Regions from separate parts of the Zea mays genome. Here region 1 is linked to region 2. The links are chromatin contacts, called in public Hi-C maps. All regions are on one chromosome and are shown on one strand. The core of a region is the stretch at or near the end of the contact, and the rest is flanking DNA. Distances in the headings are between cores, read along the strand shown. Region 1 holds the start of LOC100283242 (40S ribosomal protein S16). Region 2 holds the start of LOC100217237.

What was found. Hi-C and Micro-C count contacts between places; a contact is called where the count stands out from the background.
Region 1: a Hi-C map of ear shows a contact between it and region 2, with 2.1 times the contacts expected there. The contact joins the promoter of LOC100283242 here to the promoter of LOC100217237 in region 2. A contact is called at or near these places in 3 of 25 Hi-C or Micro-C datasets (ear, leaf and tassel).

Annotation. Positions count from the first base shown.
Region 1 is chr2:154,120,259-154,124,919 of Zm-B73-REFERENCE-NAM-5.0, reverse strand. LOC100283242 (40S ribosomal protein S16) reads right to left here and starts at 3,179. Exons shown (of 1, transcript NM_001291545.2): 1 at 2,445-3,179. The coding sequence starts at 3,091. The coding sequence ends at 2,645.
Region 2 is chr2:153,660,782-153,666,070 of Zm-B73-REFERENCE-NAM-5.0, reverse strand. LOC100217237 reads right to left here and starts at 3,645. Exons shown (of 7, transcript NM_001143592.1): 1 at 3,349-3,645; 2 at 2,624-2,709; 3 at 2,206-2,214; 4 at 1,962-2,050; 5 at 1,268-1,392; 6 at 338-414. The coding sequence starts at 3,557.

The sequences.
Region 1 (4,661 bases), core at 1,930-4,429, 460 kb before region 2:
AACTAGAGATGGCAATAGGTACAAACCCGCTGGGTTTTGCCATCCCAAACTCATGAAAAATATCTATACCCATTAAAAAACTCGTACCAATAACGGATTTGAAATTTTGTCCAAACTCATACCCACCGAGTTAGACTTTGTTCGTTTACACCAATCCAGCTCTGGATTAGCATTGATTGGAATTAAATCCATATCACAATCCATACCCCAAAATAATCCAAGACTACTTAAATATTTTTTATTCGGTTAAACCCATCATGAAATATAACCCAAGGGTTTAGAAATTTTTTAAACTATGGAAGACATAAATTCTATACATAGCTCATTAGGTATGGAACAAATCCATAAAGATTTTGCACAAGTTTACATTAGAATCCATGGATCAAAAGAATAACTAGCTTTGAGAGACACATTAATTAGTTGATGGATTTAATCCACCATGGGATTAGGTGTGAGATATAGACAATCCATATCCGGATTAAATCCATGGTGGGATTTCATCCCATACAACCGAACAAGGCCTTAACGGGTTACCCGCGAGTTCCATCTCCAATATGCTTGTTCTTCTCATAATCAATAAGCGTCATAATGATTAATGAGATCATGATCCAAAATTTATGTGATGAACAACGAGTTTATGATTTGGTATATAAATTATTAGTAGAAAGAATGAAATACAAATAATAAGTTGTATGATCAAGTGACTTTGCACTAAGTTAACCATCCACCACATATAACGCTAGTAAAAAATATAATATCAAGCAAACAAAACTCTAACCAACTACTTATACATTCACCATTTGATAAAAATTAGGAAGTAAATAAGAAGATAACAAGTTTGTTGTTTATTTATAAAATAAAATGACAATATGCACTAGGTTTGGTCGATTTAAAAAACACGGATTTGGATATTATAGGAACAAACCCGTACCCATGAACCCGTCGGGTATAGATTTATGCCCATTAACCATTAACAAACTCATGTGTGTGAAAATTGGCCCAAACACATACCCTAATAGGATAAAAACCCATCAGGTTTCGAGTATCCATTACCATCTCTACCATCAACCCACCAAAGGACACCCTGGATCTCACCAGCCTGGCCGACTCAAATACAGCATACAATCAGGCTGTCACAGTACTGCATGCTACATAGAGAAAGTTCAGGATCAAGACAAGGGAATATGGAAAATGTGTGGAGAGTTGCCTGGGCACGATTGCTGGCCTTGTCGCTTGCAATCCAAAGGGGTTGCTGAATTGATCCTAGGAATTGCCTCCAGTCCCAGGATGCATCAAATCATAGCGGAAAATACGTAATATATACGCATCATAACTAGAACATTTTGAAAAACTAAATAAAACTGTACCATTTTATGAACTGAACAAAGACGCCGAACTCGGTTCTCGGACAAGGTGCACAACCTTGAGTACAAGAGAACACACACCATCAGGAAAACATCATTATGTAACAAACAGCCAACAAAACAGAACTAAATTATGCGCACAAAAGAGTACTCCCTAGCTCTAATGAGAAGCGGAGTGCAGCCAAATTCTCTCTTCTCTCCAGTGAACAACGACTTGTCACTGCAAGAGAAAAACATGGCAGCACATCTCTAATAATACTACTATGTGAAGAAATAAATGGTGTCCCCTCAAACAGAGCATAATCCATAAACTAAAACTAGCTATTCCAATCAAATATCATATGAAACGCATCACAGCCATGTCTGCCAAGATTATATCATTCTGACTTTATGTTTACATGATCTAAATTAATAGGGTTGATTCTGCATTTTTTATCTACAAAACATATGGTTTTGCAAATTGAAAGTTAAGATTCTACGGTTGTGACAGTACATGTTTTAGAATCAGTGGTTTTAAGAACCTTGCATCACCAACCTCGCTACCAAAATGAACTTCCATAATCACCAAAGCAACTAAACTTTGGTAACAAAACAGAGAGTATATGCAGGTTCATACCATAAGACAGGCTGATCGATGAATAGATGAGCAATATTGACTTACCACTCAATTGTCACATTTAACATAAACTCAAGCTAGCAAATGGAGAGTGAAAACATTCAAAATTGTACTGTATACTTGCCTTCACTTAGATTTGTAGAGTTTAAAGACACATTTCCTATCAATTCCCTAGTGGATCAGAGCAACAGGTGCAAGTCAAGCAAAATCACTTTAGAAGGCATTGATACCACAAGGTTACTTTATCTATTACTACCAAAGTACCAAGTACCAAAAATGCAACTACTCTATCTATATATATAGTTGAGCAATTCATTCAACTGAATTAAACAGATTGGTACTACCGTAGGTGAATATAAACAGACAAACAGATACAAAGACAAATTGAAGGCAGCTGTTACACAACAAAACCATTAGGGGACAATATCATAATTCTCAATACTGGAATGATGAAAATCATAATAGAGGGACTAGCCAAAATAGTCTTCATAATCTCTCACATTAATTTCACATTGCAAACAAGGTTTCAGGCTAGGCATTAAAGTCTAAACATTATGGTAAAGCAGCAGCTAGATATAGAACCAGATAAGCAGATCCATTGATAGGAAATAAAGCGAAGAACACCCACAACGATCTGAAAAATCGAGATGGAGCAGGCAGCCGCTCAACGGTACGACTTCTGGAACCTGGCGCGGGCACCACGTCCGCCGAACTTCTTCGGCTCGCAGCGCCGGGGGTCAGCGACGAGGAGGGTGCGATCGTAGCGGGTAAAGATGTCCTTGATCTCCTTCTTGGCGGCCTCGTCGACGTACTTCTGGTAGTAGGCGACGAGCCCCTTGGCGACGGCCTGGCGGATGGCGTAGATCTGCGACGTCTTCCCGCCGCCGCGGACGCGGATCCGCATGTCGATGTCCTTGAACCGGGACCGCCCCGCCAGCAGGATGGGCTCGAAGGCCTTGAGGCGGAGCATCTCCGGTCGGATCAGCTCAATCGGGACGCCGTTCACCTTGATCAGGCCGCGCCCCGGCTTCGTGTACGCGACCGCGACGGCGGTCTTCTTCCGCCCGAAGCACTGGGCCGTGCCCGGGGTAGGGCGGCTCAGCACGGTCATGGTTGGGGTCGTGCGGGATTCGCGGCGGCGGTAGGGTTTTGGCGGCTCGGGGTGCCTGGAGAGAGAGTGGATTGGCCTTTATAGCCACGAAGCGTTTTGTCTGGTGCCGCCGCGGCTGTTAGAACGGTATGCGGCCCGTGGAGCGTTTGAGATCTAGACCAGAGTTGTTTTGGGGGCCCATTTGTGGTTAAATAAGATAATTATTGGGCCAGGCCTCTAGAGGCTCATGTCTTGTGATAAAAGGCCACATGGGAAAGGCCAGTCGTCTAGCAGTGTCGTGGTGGTCGGAGTCGCCGCCACTCCTCTACATTAATATGGAGAAAATTTTGGAATTGTGTTATTATGAAAAATGGGTTTCGCCACTGTTGAGGGTCTACCTTGCTGAATGTTCTCAAGACACCTCTTCTTCGATGTAAACTAATGTGTTTCAGGCTAAATTGAAGAATAGACGAAGCTAGCCTTCAGTCGAAGCAATGAAAAGAAAATTTTGTCCACATGCATACAAGCGACGAAGGCGCAAGCCAAAGTCGTTAGCCGACATGGAGAAAACTTCGAACGCAAAGTGACGAAGGAGGAGTACAAGACTTGTACAACAAGAAAGAAAGATAAAAGACAGCAATGTCATGTGTCATTTGTAAATCATGTGTGTAAACTTTATAGGCATAATTGTAATAAACTATGAAGTTATTCAACTTGCATATAAATAGATGAACAGTACCCTACATAAAGTACTTTTTGAGGGCCCTAGCTTCGTTCTTCTTAGCCTTTGAAGCACCTTTAAGCTATCTTGTGATAAGAAGTTGAAGGTATGTTTGTAAATGTATTTGATATGACGGAATATGGAATAAAAATACTAAGACATACGAGATGAGTCTTTTATGTCATTTTCTATCATCTTTCTATTTAAACATTGTTCTATTCACACCCTTCTTCTTACTTACGTCCTTAAGTTATCCCTTTGGAGAAGTGATAATTTACGAACGAAGGTTTGAATTTAACTTGTGTTGCGTTGTTTTCGATGCCATGTAGCAATTGAAAACGAGTATTCAACATTGGCACCCACCTCTGGTGATTCCACGACCGCAACAACCCCATCATGCCGCTGAAGAATACAGTGGCGACTGGCTCTATCCTTAGGACCTAGGATCCTAACCATGGGGATGAAGCTCTCCTTATGATGGTAAGGAATCAAAAGAGGAAGGCCATCAGGCCAGAACCGTAAGACGAGGAGCTTGATTGTGAAATCAACAACCTCGAATCAATCCACCACCGAATGGAGAAGCGCAAGGAGAAGGTGCTTCCTCTCTCTAAGCTTCAGAAGAAGATTAACGAAGCAACTGAAGAAATTTGTAACATTGAAAGTGCAAGATCAGTATAGTTACAAGGACCATAACTATGAGGGTCGTAACCATGACAATTTTCATCACGAGCCATTCAACCTCCAAGATTTCCTTTATGATGAAGCTTCACCACTGACACCAAAGTTACAGGCAACACCTTGGCCACCAATGTACAGACCTCTTACACTATGATGGTCTGTCTGACCTGAAGCAATTCCTCATGAGTTACG
Region 2 (5,289 bases), core at 2,396-4,895:
TCTTTGAATTTTTTTTATAATGAAAAGGAGAGGTTGCAGTCAGGATCACCATGTCTGAATAGGGAGGCAATATAGTAGTAAGGGAGTTGCCAAGCCTGCATTGAATGGAAACTAAGAAATACGAGCCATTGAATCGTGCAGGAGTTAGGTTGATCAACTTCATAAAAACTGGTTAAAGTTAGGTGGCCCTTGCAGTAAGTAGTAGGACAGTTCCACAACAAACAAGAGCTGCGCTTAAATGCTGGCGTGAACTGACTTGTTAAAAGAAGCGCAAAGAGCATGAAACCATAGATTATCATTGCGGAATGTATGTAGTACGCTGCCTGTCCATCCATACCAAATGTTCCCAAGTAGAGGTACTTGTTCCCAAAGACTCGCCCAATCCGTGCCTCCCACCTCCCGTTGTGGTGATGCCTAGACCATCAAAGCAACAAGAACATGAAAAAAAAAATTCATTCTTTTAGCTTATTGAAGGCGTGCATCATGATCCTTGAAGAATGATGCACTCACTGGTTTCACAAACAATTTTAGTACTAGTCTGTGATGCATGCAGTTCAGAGCTGGCATTTTCTAGGTGCACAGAAGAACAATGCCAGGTGGGTGATGAGTCATGCATGACATGGCTGGCGTGTGTGACGTGCCACAGGCCCGCCCAGGTGATGCGTGTGCCTCTGACGTTATAGGTTACAGGTGGACCTCATCTTGTGCCGTGTCTGTCACCCAATGCAACTAGAGAGGCAACGACTGCTATGCAAGCAGTACTTCTGTACAAGCGTGCAAGCAAACCATCTGATCCATTAGATGGTGATCCAACCGTATGTCACATTTAACACTTAAACCTTTCCACCACCAGCTCAATAATCTTTATAAAAACCCCTAACAAACCATAGTTGTATCTATGGTTGGATCGTAATCTAATAGATCAGATGGTTTGCTTGCACGCTTGCACAAAAGGACTGCTTGCATAACAGTCGTTGCCAACTAGAGAACGCTGGTGTGAGTTAGTGTGCCTGCAGCCTGGACCCCATTTCACAATCCAGTGAGACATCCATTTTTTTGCCCCTGGAGCTGCACAGCCTCTTGACATGCCAGGTGTGCTCCATCATTCCATGGTCAGTGCATGTGCTGATTGAGCTAGCAGATTTATACACCCTACATGAATGTGGAGATCCTACCATTTGCTACTAGGTGATCAATCGAGATGTAGGTGCTGGAATCAAGATTAGCACATAGTAACACAGTAGAATAATATAAGCAGTATAAGCACCTGGCGACGCCTCTGTACTTGGAGACGCCCCTGGAGAAGCCGCTGCTCCTGCGGCGGAGGGAGGCCAGGTACTCCTCCCGGGACACGGCCTCCATCTCCGGCATCTCGCTGGAGTAATCCTCCACCTGCACCGGTCAAATCACCATGCTTCTAATCCATTGATTCCGTAATAACACTGGACAGTAGTAGTAATGTCGACATGCATGCACAGGATGAGGATGATATGAAACGCAAACAAACTTCGACGGCCAGTTACTGCTCCTGCTTTTGCTTACGACCACGCATTAATGGAGCCTAGTCTTGTCCGCGTTTGTATACATATAATAATAATGCCATGTTTTCCTACTACTACTACTACAAGTCGACAGGGGTTGTGAGCTCATTGCTCAGTGTCACCTTCATTTGCTACTACTAGCAACTGCCTGTCTCGTACTCTCTCGTTCATAAATATTTCAGCAAAATTTAAAGAAGAAAAAAACAACCCATTATTTCCCCATCAGCAAAAGTTAAATGCTTTTGTTGCCATGCATGAACAGGAGGATATACAACATCCTGGCTGTGTCGTGCTAATTAATCTTGGTGCAAGCAATGCCAATCCTTGCCTTTTATGCATATATCAGGAACAGACAGTTCTTAGTACAAGTAGGGACAGTTCCTAGTTTTTGAGCAGACGAGCAGTGCAGGAGGAACTTACAGGGAAGTTGAGCAGAGTCTCAGGACCCCAGTACTTGAGAGCTGCGAGGTCATAGGCACGAGCAGCTGCCTCCTCGCTGTCATACGCCCCTGCAGATCATGCACAATTGACAAATTAATCCCCCCGGCTTTAAGACAAGGACGCAGATCACGGCATGATCTGGCGACAAGTAACATGAAACGAAATCTGGCAACCAAGAGATATATTCGAGAGCAGAGGGCTTTGCTGTGGGAGTGGGACTTACCCAGGTAGACTATTGAGGTGATGCAGCCAGCAGTAGATCACAGGCACATGCAGATCACCGGCGCCAAGGGGACCACCATCGCCAAAGATTGAAGAAAAAAAATGGAGATAAACAAAGCCTGATCAGTATGTCAGCCTTAAAGAAATTCGGCGCACTTTCAAAGAGAGAGAAAAAAAGGATCGCTGTACTGTGGTACTGGGCAGATGCATCAGGAATTCAGCATCCTTGCATAGGACACAAAGGACCTCAGTTGGGTTCCTAGTATTGGGTTTTGTTTATGGTCGTAGTACCACCATTGCTGCTTAATCCTCGTATTAAGATTTAAGACTGGTTTTGTTCCTCTTTTGGGAGAGAATACCGAACAGGATGAAAACGGATGGATTCTTGATGATGATGATACTCGGAAAGAAGTACACACCTTGCCTGCCTTTCTTCTTGTTGTGGAGCGCGGCGAGGCAGTGCTTGTCCCAGAGATGCGCCTCGAACCTGCCCGTCCACCTGTGCCTGCGTTGAGACAGCACGCACGCACGCACGCATGCAGCGCGACGCGTGTGGATGTTGATGAGATTCCAGTTTTCTTTTTCTTTTTTTCATGGAACAGGAGAACTGGAGACAGGAGTAATGCGGATGGACATGCTTTTCTACTTCCTAGCTATCGGAATTCAGAAAACGACCTGCCTTTTCTTCTTTCTGAAAGCGATGCGCGGAAAATGGAGCAGGAGCAGGGACGAAAGGGGCGGCATGGGCTGGGCTGAGGAAACAGGGAGCAGAGGAGCTTGCCGCGGCACGTTCGATCGAGGAGCGGTGGAACGAGCAGGGCGGCGGCGGCGGCGGATGTGACATGCAGCTGAAGGTAGATTTCGCGCTGCAAGGCGATCGGAGTTGTGGGGGGAAGCGCAGCTGCGGCCTGCGGGGCGGGAGTGGAGTGGAGATGGGATCGGACGGAGCTCCGTTGGCGGTGAGTGAGAGAAGAAGCGAACTTTACGGCAATGCAGGATCCGCGGCGGCGGGCTGCTGTCGGGCTGTGGGTGGGTGGGTCGGATGGGATCGGGACGAGGGAGCCGTGGGCCGCCGGCGGCCGGAATCAAAGCGGTGGAAATGGAAGGGAAGGGAATGGAAGGCATGCATGCGATAGACGCGTACCTGGTGACTCCCCTGTAGACGGAGCTCCTCTTCCCCGCGGCGGCGGCGGCGGGGTCCTTGCGGATCCTCTTATTAGGCTCGGCGCCGGCCTTGGCCGTCGCCGCCCTCCGCCTCTTTCCGGGAGGGACGAGGACGGTGTCCGCGGAGACGGAGGACGAGGAGGAGGACGGCGACGGTGGCGGAGGAGACTGCCGTTGAGATCTCTCCATGTCCGTGGTCTCCGTCCCCCCTCCTCCTCGATGAACGGTGGTGGTGCAGCGCGGACGCGGTTGTGCAGGGGAGCCGGTGGTGAATCTGACTGGCGGCGAGGCGGGGGAGGAGGAGGAGGAGGAGGAGGACGGGGTTTTTATAGAGCGGTGGCGGTGGGGGGTTTTTGCGTTGCGCCTCTGTGCCAACTGCCATTGTTGTTGCGTGGCGCGTGCTGCTTCCCGTCCCGTCCGTCTGGCCCGGCCCCCCCGTTGTGCTCATGCAGTCTTGCCTTGCTCGTGCTCGCCTGGCATCTCGCCATCTCTGTGCCGCCTACTCCTACGTGGCACGCCGCCGTGAGGAGGCAGGGGACAGGTGGACGGACACGGACGCGCCTCCACCTGCCAGCCACCTGCGAAGGGTAGCGTCGCAATGCAACGGCAGTGCGGTTGCGTCAGCAGCAAACACATGTTGGACGCGCCGTGTCCAAATGGCGCCAACCGCCGGCGCGCCGCCGCGCTTGCAGTCCCAAGGCGGGGGGTTGTCCTCTCTGCTCTCTCCGACGCGCGCCGGCGACACCTGTCGAAGCAGAGCAGGGCATGGGGCGCAAGCAACAAGTAGCCAAGATCAATCATCAAACAAAACGTTGAATTCAAACCACCCCCGTGCTGTGCTGTGCTGTCCAGCTGCTGAGTTAAACGATAATCTACTTACTGTTTGGAACACAATTTTTCCCCTCATCATTGAGCAGAAAGCTTCGTGAGAGGAGAGAGTTTCATTCATATAAAACTCTGAACTTCCTTTGGAATGCGTGATTTTTTTTATTTCTTGCGTTTTTCTATAAAAATAAGCTGATTCATGTGAAACTAAAGGGGTGTTTGGTTTCTAGGGACTAATGTTTAGTCTCTTCACTTTATTCCTTTTTAGTATATAAATTGCTAAATATAGAAACTAAAATAAAGATTTAGTTTCTATATTTGACAATTTTGGAACAAAAATAGAATAAAATGTAGGGACTAAACATTAGTCCCTAGAAACCAAACACCCCTTAAATCATTAAGGAACTATTTGTTTACAGGAATCAGTTCATTTTCATAGAAAAAACACAGAAAACAGAAAAATTTGCCACAGTCCAAAGGAGGCCTGACTCCTCTCAGGCCGTCTCTAGGATCTCTTCTATCTCATCTTCTATCTCTTTACATATTTGAAACTTAACTTTATAAACACAGTGTTATCTACAATGTCATGTTCCCTATTTACACGATCTATCAAGGACAGGCTTATAGACTTCCCACGTGAAATCCCTGGGTTCCATACAAACTAAAGTTCTATTTGAATTCTATAGTCGTTATTGGTTAGCTACTAAGTAATAATTAGCTTCTCCGGATGCAGCTAATATAATCTGTCTACTTATTAGTTGCATGCAGTTAACAGTTAGCTAGCTAATATAACCTGTTGTTTGGGGGACGTCGAGAGCTGTGATCTTTTTCCTATGCCAAACGCATGATGCATCAGCAGACGATCAGCTCTGAAACTTTCAGACAAAGCGTGGACGCTCGAATCACATCGCTTGCTTGCAACGACGCGCCACACGAACGGGTGCACTGCAGCTGCAGGCGAGCGCGTGTTTGGTTTAGTAGCTAACCCTAATGCCTGTTTTCCCAGCTACTACTTGATGGAGTTGGTCAAGTGAAAACGTACGCCACGATTAATTAGGTCGCCGGATTCTGCAGCCACCACAAGCAAATTCCAAAC